2 separate regions of the Zea mays genome follow, and region 1 is linked to region 2. The links are chromatin contacts, called in public Hi-C maps. All regions are on one chromosome and are shown on one strand. Each heading gives the region's core, a stretch centred on a gene start, on an enhancer-like site or on the middle of the called end of the contact. The rest is flanking DNA. Distances are from core to core; before and after follow the strand shown.

Region 1 (5,376 bases), core at 1,114-3,613, 97 kb before region 2:
AACCAAAAAAGAGCTGCCGGACGGTCCGGCCCTGAGGCCGGACGGTCCGCGCGTGCGCAGAACAGATTAGGGTTCCGAGTTTTGTGCTACGGTTGTTAGCTATATTCGCGGAATTAGCTCGGAATCAGTTGTGTAAAGGGTCCAGTCCCCCTCCTCTATAAACGGAGAGGTCTACGGCCGATTTGTATCATCAACAATCGAATCAATACAACTTTTATTCGCATTTTATCCTAGGAGTAGTTCTAGTCTAGTTTAGGTTTAGCCTCCCAATCCCCAAATTCTTCGCCTCTCTTCGACTCTACGCCGATTAGAGGAGTCTAGGTCGGCCGGCCCGAGCCTAGACAACCCCTAGGATCTCTTCCCCGACGGGGTCCCTCCCGGGAGCGAGATCCAGGCCGCCGCCGGCGATCCTCCGCCGCCCCTGCACACGCGCGGATCGTCCGGCCCAGGGCGCGGACCGTCCGGCCGTCAGGCAGGAAACCCTAGCCCCTGCGCCAGGTCGCGGACCGTCCGGCCCCAGGCCGCGGACCGTCCGCGCCTGACCAGAGAGCACCGCCGCCGGTTCTTCTTGAGTATTTGGCGCTCCAAAAAAGCGTCAACAGTGTGCCTGCCTCCTTACATGAATTAGGATGCCTACTGTCTTACCTTACGTTCTGCGGCACCCTAATCAATACTACTACATGCCCATTACTTAAAAACCCAGCAATCTACAAGCTCTCCACCTCAAAATTTATTAGCTCCTCTGTGCATCTCTGGCGGCAGCCATGGATAGGCTCTGATACTACCACTAGCTAGCACTTAAAGTTGGCATCTGTCCTAGAAAAAAATGTAGTAGTATGTCGATCGCCGGAAAGACGAGAGACAACTACTACTACACTGCGAGACTTGAGTGCGCCGTGACATCAACCTATTTATTGGGAATTCAAGGCTTGATAGACATAGCTACAAACAGCAGCAGCAGCAGCTCATAAATGTTTATTTTTTTTTGAAAATTTGTGGTAGATCAACAATTTTTTTTCCTAGTGTTTGTTGTGTCTTTGGAGACCTTTTTCTTGCATCTTTTTACTACTATACGACGGTAGGAGTGCCATGAAATCCATATCTTGACAGAAATCTTGAAGCCCTCCTTCATCAACATTTATAAGGTCTGTGCATCTCTCTGCCAGCAGCACCATCGGCCATGGATTGTGAGTCCGATGCTTGCTCGGTATCTTTCCTCAAAATGGGCAACGGCCTTTATGAATGTTTATTATGAGGCCAGAGAGCTGTAAAGACGGGTGTTGAAAAAAAAAACAAGAGAAATGAAGAAGCAGCAGTAGCAGCTGTTTTAAATCTTTGACTCGAAAGGTCGAGTTTAATCCATCAGCCAGGAGTACGAGTACTGCCGTGGCCGATCAAACCGCATTGATCTCTCTCCAACCCAAGTACAGAGAGCTCAAGAAAATAAAGTACTACAGTACTGCACAACGAAACACCACACAAACCATTAAAATCATTGCGGGTGGCTCCATGACGGCTCCAAGGTCAAACGACAACATATATCAAGCGGAGTATAATCAGATCGGATACCAACGTACTCGTTTCATATTTTCTCTTCAGACTCGATCGAATATATAGATATTATCAAATATGTCGGATATAATTTGAATAGATATATACATCTTAAATGCCCAACTTTAAAAATATGGATACAGATTGATACTGAGTACCCGGACTCGAATACGAATTGAATCTCAGACCTTTTAAATAAATAGATTTATACCTCTGATTTCCGGTAAAGGTTCCCAGTATAAAGAAGTTGTATGCATTTCTTCACAGATGAACTACATCTATACATGGTTGGCTACTCAATAAGGTCTTGTTCGGTTAATCCCGTTACCCATAGATTGAATGAGATTTGAAAATTTTAAGAAGAAGGTTTGACTTGCTTGAGATTTAAATTCATCCAATCTCACTCAATCCACATGGATTGAGAGCTAACCGAACAAGCCCTAATGGGGTTCTCATGAAACGTTACCGGATATCTCGATGTCTGGCCCGACAATGTGCTCACAGTCCTCGCACCCTAATTTTTGCAGCAACGCACGGGTGTCATATAGGATTTGCAAATTCTGTACCAAAAATATATATCTCCAAGACACAAATAAAAAAAACTAAAATATCGGCCGTCGTAACTATTTTGGACTGGGCTGCCAGCACATGGGCCTCCACGTTTTAAATGTGAAAAGCGAGAAAGCGAAAAGCCCATCAAACGAAGGCGTCAGGCGTCCCCTTGGTGGCGCGAGGGGCCGCCCAGTGACGACTGACGACAATCGACAAAAGGGAAAAGAATAACTGAAAAAGTAAATCGCTCAAAAAAAAAGGAAAATAAAAAAAAAATCGTAGAGAGTTCGATTGGCAGTTGCTGAGCCCGAGCGCGCCCTCCGGCGCCGACAAGCCGGGACCCCACCTCCGCCGGCGGCGATGGGCAACTCGCAGGCTTCGCCGGCGTCCGCCTCCAGCTCCCGCTTCGTCATGGCCTCGAGGTACCGCCTCCCCACTAACAGCTGTCTGCCACCTCCTTCGCTGCCGCGATTCGCAAGCCCTGTCTGGTGCTCTCACCGCTGACACGCTTCCTCGCAGGGCCTTCCCGAAGCAGGAGCTGGACGGCCTCCGCGAGCTATTCGCCTCCCTCGCAGCGCAGTCGCGGACCGGCGGCCGCGCCATCTCACGCCCCGTCTTCCTCGTGGGCACCGCACGCACATTCGCTCTTTTGAATTGGTCCTGGATCTGGATTGCGATCTCTAACGGGTTCGCCTCTATTTGCGCAGGAATACTACCAGGTCCGGGGGCGATTAGGCGACAGGCTGTTCCAGCTGGTGGCGAAGGAGAGTGGCGGGAGCGATGGGGTCACGTTCGAGGATTTGATCATCTCCAAAGTTAGTGCTCGACTCAATTCGATCCACTCTGTTGTTCGTTTAGTTGTCGCGAGCAAGGTCATTGATGTGTTGGTGCCTGGTGGAATTTGTCCAAGTTAAGATCCAGATATGGTCACCCTTTCTAGCTAGTACTTTGTATGTATTCTGTAGTTTGACAGTCTTTTATTTGTTGCATGTAGGCAACATATGGAAGGGGAACTCGTGATGAGGTCGATGAATTCATTTATCAACTATGTGATGTCACAGGAGATGGCGCCTTAACAAGGTATTGCTTTTGAGAGAAATTAATTTCTTCTGATAAATTGGTATGTCATGAGTGAACCGTTTCCTTTGCTAAGCCGATTCAGTAGTTGCATGCTCCAAATCTGAAAATTACTTCAACAAAGACATTAAAGAACACAAATGATATAAATGAGGGGTAGGGATTTCTGGTTACCATTAGGCCTTATGCATTCCAGTTACATGTCTTAGGTACTTGTTTCGCGGAGCGATATTGGCCAAGGCGAATTTGTTTGCACTTAGAAGATTCATACTTTGTGTTAAACAAAGCTTATGATTTATAGGTTGTTTTGGGATTTTTTATTCAGGCTTTTAGGCATCATTTGGTATTTACTCTTGCATTTACATATCACATGCACTGCCAGGTCTGATTTGGAATCAGTCTTGGCGTCTGTTCATGAAACTGTATTTGCAATAAAGAAGGAAGCTGTCGAAGTTTCCAACAATAGACCATTCGAAGAATTCCTCAACTCTGCAGTGTTTTCAAAGGATGTTGAAGGGGTCTCAGGGAAGTCTATGTCATTATCAGACTTTAGGAACTGGTGCACTCTCTTGCCATCATTGAGGAAATTCCTTGGAAATTTGTTGATGCCTCCTGATTCAGGTTTGTCTTATTCTTGCAATTCTGTTAGTATTGTTAAGCAGCATTTCCGTCATTTTTGAAATAAAATAATCAGATCCAGCTGGTGCTGTAGGAGTTGAACTGATATTTTTCATCATGTTGTTCCTCGTTAGTCCTCACATCTAGGACTTCGCACCACGATGACCGGGTGAAGTTTTTGCATTATTCTCTCAAAAACGTTTATGCACTTACTCTACATCTGGAGTGTTAGGAATAAGCTCATAAACCGGGACATCTAAGAAAGTAAGAGGTTTGTCATGCACATAACTGTGAAAAATACAAAGACATAGAGTTTAAGAGCATATACTATTTTCTTGAAAAATGGGATGCATACTACATTAAGACTTCCTCTAAACTTTTACCAGAAATAGTAGAGGTAGAAGTTATTATGGAACCATCCTTTCTAAGTCCCAAAACCATATCGAATTGAATCAAATAGTCTTGAGGCATACTGTTTTCGCCTCCTACAAACATTTGAGTCCTGTTTCTCAAGCATGCCTCACTCACAACCATACTTTTATGCCTTGATTAATGGCGGCAAACATATGTTTTGCTGAGTTTCAGAAAGATACCAATATGTCTGATTAAGTCATAAATAATGTAATTTAATATACAAATGAATTTAGTAAATGTGCTAATTGTATTGAGTCTGATATTTTCTTACTAGATTCCACAACAGGTCAGTAATTAGAACTAATATATTATTGGGCTTAGTGTTTTTTATGCGTTTCCTAGATTCAGTTATTAGGACATTTCCTAGATATGGTGTTTGTGCTGCATGAGTGCCAGCATTTGTCGCTTGTGTGAATGTGTCAGTTCACACTCTTGCCTATTCATTCTGAAGCAATTTCAATTGGTTCTGCACATGCTGTGGTTAGTTGTACGCTTATATATCTAGCATTTTCATTAGCATTGGAGCAGTTTTAATGGAATATAACGTACATGATATATCATGTCATGCTTTTGATGACTTCATTTCATTTGTAGGTAGACCAGGATTTGAAGTACCACTGCTTCATTATCCTGAAAACATCTGTACTGATACGCTGCTTCTAAATAAAGAGTATGCCTGGCATATTGGAGGAGGTTTCTCCCAACATGAGGTGCAAGAGTGGAAGCTTTTATATCATAGTTCTCTTCATGGACAAAGCTTCAACACTTTCTTGGGCAAAGTAACGTGAGTACTCTTCAATTTTGTAGATCTGCTGGAGTGAAAGCCACATTTTTTTAAAAACTTTATTCATAATTATAAAGACATGTTATTATATATGGGAATGACATAATGAAACTAAGTTCCATCCTCATGATATGATTTCAGTTACTTTTCTTTGTCTGCTTAGCGGTCACATTGATGCCAATTGTCATTGCTAATAATGGGCACAAACATGAGAATTTTACAACCAATCCTCATGATTCAAGACAGCCCTTACGTTTGTCATATTACTGCTCATGCTTTCCATGATTCCATCTGAATAATTTTGGACCTATATATGTCCTTGGATATGTTTCTTGTTTTGTAGGAATGGGGATGCTCAGACTGTTCTGATTGTTAAAGAT
Region 2 (6,031 bases), core at 2,783-5,282:
GTGACCTCTCAAGCAAAGGCCAAGAGTAGCTACCGCTACACCACATGTGTGTTTATGTCTACATCTATGATAGGAAACACATCTACTACATCTCTCACCAAGCTCACTTGCTACCCTTGCACAATGCGTAGTAGTAAATAAGTATCACCGAGATTCTTGAATTATATTTTTGGATGGAAGAAATATTATTTAAAGAAGAGATTTGCATGTAATTTCTTTTGTTTGAATAATGTATTATACTTAAATTCCCTTTTTTGCATGCGTGACATTTTTTCGTAATATTTTTCCCATGGATCAGACTTGTGAGTCATTTTCATAAACCAATGCCAAACATGAATCCATGTTTCTTACTTGAAACCCCGAACAAACACCATTAGCAGGAGGCACTCGCGTTGGCGTCGCTCATCAATGATGAGAAGAAGCTTGGCGACTGTCAGTTCGACCTATAGAAGCAGTCCTACGTGGTCGCATGCGTCGCTGTGTACGACAAGCTCCCGCGAAGCCGCCGCTTGGACGCGGTCCAGAGCAGCTGCACCGTGCTGTCCATCGTTAAGCAGGGGGCCTTATGGTTGTCGCCAATGTCGACGACTCTCGGGTTGTTCTGGACACCGCATCCGACGACGACGCCATCACGCCGTCCAGCTCATCGTCCACCTGAAGCCCAACCTGTCATGTAAGTCGCTACTGACCGGACATGAATTCTTGTGTGTTGGGACGATGGACGTTGCTGACGTTGTGTTAGTGTCCTCGAACATGATGTATGTAGTGGAGTAGCGCATCCGGTGGTGCAATGACCAGGGGTACTACCTTGCTGATGAGCCCAGGGTGCACTTCGTTTGACAGCCCAACCAAGAGTCATCGGTACTCGTCATGTCGCGCGCATTCGACGACTACTATATCGAGGATTGTGGCGTCATCTTGGCGCCGGAGGTGACATAGAGGAGGATCGACAACAACGACCAGTTCGTCATCCTCGCCACCGTCAGGGTAGCTTTTGTGCTGGTCTACCTTTAATTCTCTTCGCAAACACACACACACACTTACCTTTTTGTTTAAGCAAGAGCGTATGGTGGTGCATGTCTGATGACTAACGATGTATGAGGAAAATTCTTTCGTCATGTGTGGAACGTGCTCTCCAATGATGAGACCATACAAATCGTGGCATATATCGAAGTCTGCATGATACTGATGGTTGCAATGTAGTGGTGAAACAACTAGATTAAAATAACAAAATTTATGTATGGCTAGAATCACAAATTGATTATGAAATATTTTCTCATAACAATATAACACACATTTTGTATATAAGTTATCGTAGTATACTGGTATTATATATTCCCGTTGCAACGCACGGTCAATTAGCTAGTTGACCATCTAAGTTAGAAACACATGGTAAGAAAGAAAGAATTGTAGGCAAGGCGAGTAATTACAAGACATGTTACTTTGGGAGATTTATTAGCTAAGTGTGTCACCTACTAAAGCTAATACATTACCTTATGGTGGTACATGCTAAAATGTCCTGCTATACTGATTTAATCAATAAAAAACTATCTATCCTCAACTTCTTTCTTGTTTTCTGGGTCATCTTATTTTCAATTATTTGATCAATTTTTAACGACCAACATGTGGAGCCTTCTCGTGTGTCGTGGTCGGTGTCCTAATCCAACAATTTGTGAACTGCTCATATAATGTTGTTTAACTTAGCTTTTGGTTGGCCATGGTTTCATTGTTGATCGTTGTTGTCCCTTTGCTCTATGTTGCACTCTAGCACTATCGCAACCAATAGAGCTGGAGCTATAATCGGCCACTACGTTGAGGTGGGATTGTTTGCTCCCAACGCCAAGTCGAAGCCACCATGCCGCACACATCACTTTGGTTGAATACGAAGAACGTGCCACATGCGCTCCAGCTTGAATTTAGTTTCGCTAGACCAACTGTGAAAGCTATCTTTTGTTGCTTGGAGCATCTAGGTGTCATCTGATCCGCTTAACCAGGCAATAGACAAGTGGTTGTAGATGTCGTTGAATATGTGACCTTTCGGTTGCTTGTGTACCATTGATCCTTAAGTTGCTTGGTGGCGGAGTAGCTTGAATTCATTATCCCTGCTACTTATTCTCGTAGCGAGGAAGCTCGGTGGTACATGCTAAAATGCCCTGCTATACTGATTCAATCAATCAAAAAAACTATCTGTCCTCAATTTTTTTCTTGTTTTTTGGGTCATCTTATTTTGAATTATTTGGTCAATTTTTAACGGCCAATATGTGGAGCCTTCTCGTGTTGTGGTCGGTGTTCTAATCCAACAATTTGTGAACTGCTCATATAATTTTGTTTAACTTAGCTTTTGGTTGGCCATGCATGGTTTCGTTGTTGATCATTGTTGTACCTTTGCCCCGTGTTGCACTGTAGCACTATCGCGACCAATAGGGTTGGTGGTTCGATACTATCAGGCGATACGGAGCTATAATTGGCCACCACGTTGAGGTGGGATTGTTTGCTCCCAGCGCCGAAGTCGCAGCCACCATGTTGCACTTGCACACATCACTTTAGTTGAATACTAAGTACGCGCTACATGTGCTCCAGCTTGAATTCAGTTTCGCTAGACCTGTTGTGGAAGCTATCTTTTGTTGCTTGGAGCATCTAGGTGTCATCTGATCCGCTTGACCAGGCAATAGACAAGTGGTTGTAGATGCCGTTGAATATGTGACCTTTCGGTTGCTCGTGTACCATTGATCCTTAAGTTGCTTGGTGGCGGAGTATAGCTTGAATTCATTATCCCGGCTACTTATTCTCATAACGAGGAAACTCGGTAGTGGAGTTTCACGTGGTCGCTATTTAGCCATAAAATGCTAATCTTTTTTTTTTGGTGCCGTTGCCGTTAAAGGGGCCAACGGAGGGCATTATCACAATGAGAATCTTCTTTTTCATGAATAACGATAGCTATTTTTCTCCTATTGCAACGTCTATATCTCTATGGGCATGGTTGCTACTGTAATATATACGAGCATGAGCGTAGTTAGAGCGCGGACGATCAAACAATTCGGCGTGTTAATTTATTCGTCCTAACTAACTAACTATAATAATACTCCGTTGGCTAGTATGGTTGTAGTACAGGCTAATAAGTACTGTAGCAGGGATAATGAATACACCAGCAGTGTGCTAGTGTGACAGATAGCCAGAGCTACTCCGCCATTGGCTCTCGCCGCCGCTGCCTGCTGTGCACTTGTAGGTCATCGTCAGCTAGCAGGCAAAAAAAGTACACGCGCAGATCTGAAGATCATGCCTCTGCCTGCAGACAAAGAAAAGTGTCCCTCTGAAAGATACGGGCTAGCTAGCGAGCTCTGTAGTACGTCCTACAACGACTGTGTGTCCGTTCGTGTCGTCTGGATGCGTTGAGCTGTGGTTGTCGCCTTCTTCATTCGGGGTGGAGAGCCCTGGCTGCAGTCGTCTAGTCCCTCCGTAGAGTCCTAAAATACATTAAGTCCCTGTTTGTTTCCTTTTATTTTAAGGAATTGTAATTTTATTATTGAAATAGCCTATTTTTTAGAATATAACATTCCACCGCTTTCCAAAGTTATTATATAAGTTTATGAGTCTATCTTAAATTTATAAGGTGAGAGATGAAAATTGATTATATAGATTTAAATGCTATTTTTTCGATGTACAATTTATATCACACTATTCTACTTGATTCGTTATAACATTAATGTAGTATATAACTATATCTCATATGATTTAAGATAATATACAAATATATTACATATATAAATATATAAATTTAATTAGATTTGTTTAAATTATAATTATTAAAATAAAATTCAATTCTAACGAAACAAACGGGGTCTAACACAAAAGAAAAAAAAACTACGCATTACAAATTGAGAGTACCAAATATTCTGGAACAAATTTTAAATACTATAAAATTAATATGATTTTAAAAACAGCTAGGCGTTGCGCAGTTTCCAAACATAGAAGGCTGTCTGTCTGTCTGTTTGCAAGGCCCGCACACCGCAGGCCGCAGCCTACTACTAATCATTTGGGCAGCAGGCCTGCTGGCCAGGGATACATAGGCAATCTATCTACTAACTACCGGTGATTGCTGTCAGCTGCAATTCGCGCGCGGGAAAGACGATGAGACGGCTGGTTGCGGCGGTGGATGGCTGGCTCCAGCCTCCACCACTTGTTGTGGGGCTCTCCATTTATACCAGCTAGCTAGAATTAGAACTAGAACTAGAAGCTCATGCATGGTCACAGTAGTAGACAGAGACCATCAACTTATAGTGTGCTTTTAATTCGATGCTTCCAGCCTCAGACTCCATTAATTGTGCACTAGCTAGGTACTAGTGTATTATTTGTAAGCTGTTCATCTTTTCCCTCCCCTTTGAATTCTGATGAACTACTGCAAACTAGACTATCATCACTGATCGTTTGATAGCTCTTCCATTCCATCAACTAGTAGTAGCATCACAATCGATAGTCGATCCGATCCAAGCATATCCATCAGTGTACTACTGTGCACACGCATGATTTGTGTTAGCCCCTGTGTCGATCCATGCATCCATCCAGAGAAAAAAAAAAGCTAATTAAGGTTTCTGCAGCCAGTACAGATGCATGACGACAGAGACACACAACACATAATCTAGCTACGAACTGCAGGAAAAAAAACGTACGGCCTTGATTAGCTAGCTAGCGTGACTGTTTAAATTAATTGCATGGGTGGGAGACACCTGCGTGCATCTGCATAAAGAGCATATATGTTTCTAAACACTGCAATGCAAAAGCACGCATGCCGCTGCAAGCAGATGTCTATATATATTGCACACTGTTGAAGAGAAGAGGCAACCAATGCAAGCAGGGGGCCCGGCTGATCGGTCGAGATCGACAGGAAGTGAGGTGAATGGGTTCTGATGATGTTCCAGCTAACCGATATGATGCCCCTGTCTGATTCTTCCCATCCCAAGACGACGACCGGACCTGTGACAATCATTTGGGCAGGATGAAAGTGTGTACTTACGGGCGACTGCTGTGTTATATCTAACTAACTAACTAACAGTTGGTCCCCATCTGATCGACTCCTGGACCATCCATCATGTTGCTTGCGGCGCTAGCTGGACATCTTAAATTAATAAATGGTTGGTACAGCATCAGAGATTTTAATTAATTAGTGTGCTGTTTCCGTTTCAGCATCACTCAGAGCCGCTAAAATAAGAGGTTTGCCGATTTTTTTTTTTTTTTTGCTGTAGCATTAGTTGGTTGGTCCGATGGATGGTTGCTGATTCCGTCCCGCCATGAGATATATATATATAGATCAAATCAAAGGCTGAAAACTTAATTGGAACCAGCACTGTACTCGACCACACTGCTTTCCTGCGAACAACGACATGCATGCATGGATGCATGCCCAGAGAGCCTGCACAGGGATAAATGCCTTGCCTCTGCTTAATTAATTAGGTTGTTAAAAATAGGCGAGATCGATCTCGGAGAATATTTGTCGGTCGATCTGCAGCTTTATTCGTTCGCATTGTACCATGATCGTCGCAAGAATATATGCCCCCGCGCCGCGTGCCTCTCAACAGTCAGAGCGAATCCCTAGCTAGCCTCTTGCGCGTACTTTTATTATTATTATTATAATTTTCACGACGATATATCGAGCTAGCTAGCTAGCTAGCCGATATGATCCTTTTATACACTATCTAAAGAACAACGTGATCGACCAGGAAGTAAAAGACTACAATATGCTTGGGCCGGCACACAAGGCACTCTTGTTGTGGTAGTGGTACGTACAGAACTGTGGGCGGTTGCAGACTTGCAGTATATAGTATGGTGTCGCTTTTTGGAGGGTCGTATCGTAGGGCATCTATCAACTACAATCTGGTCCAAAAAATTAATAATGGCGACGAATTAGGTGGAAGATCGGCTTCTGTGGTGGTCCATTATCACTATTCATTATATATATAGACAAGATTTCGACGTATCATTTGATGTGGATGGATGCCACTAGTTTGCACGCTTATTGACCTACACACGGTCGTCA

The links. Hi-C and Micro-C count contacts between places; a contact is called where the count stands out from the background.
Region 1: a Hi-C map of leaf shows a contact between it and region 2, with 7 times the contacts expected there. The contact joins the promoter of LOC100280213 here to the enhancer-like site in region 2. A contact is called at or near these places in 6 of 25 Hi-C or Micro-C datasets (ear, endosperm, leaf and 3 more).

Annotation. Positions count from the first base shown.
Region 1 is chr10:5,954,585-5,959,960 of Zm-B73-REFERENCE-NAM-5.0, reverse strand. It overlaps LOC100280213, which reads left to right and starts at 2,363. Exons shown (of 8, transcript NM_001153144.1): 1 at 2,363-2,525; 2 at 2,623-2,725; 3 at 2,811-2,918; 4 at 3,098-3,183; 5 at 3,563-3,801; 6 at 4,807-4,996; 7 at 5,340-5,376. The coding sequence starts at 2,464.
Region 2 is chr10:5,858,327-5,864,357 of Zm-B73-REFERENCE-NAM-5.0, reverse strand. No RefSeq gene overlaps it. Among protein-coding and RNA genes, the nearest start is that of LOC113509065, 47 kb to the right of the region's middle. Within about 2 kb of position 4,032, at least 17 of the 20 cell types and tissues checked have an H3K27ac peak or open chromatin away from gene starts, as enhancers often do. A contact at or near this core is called in ear, leaf, seedling and 1 more, where this site is marked.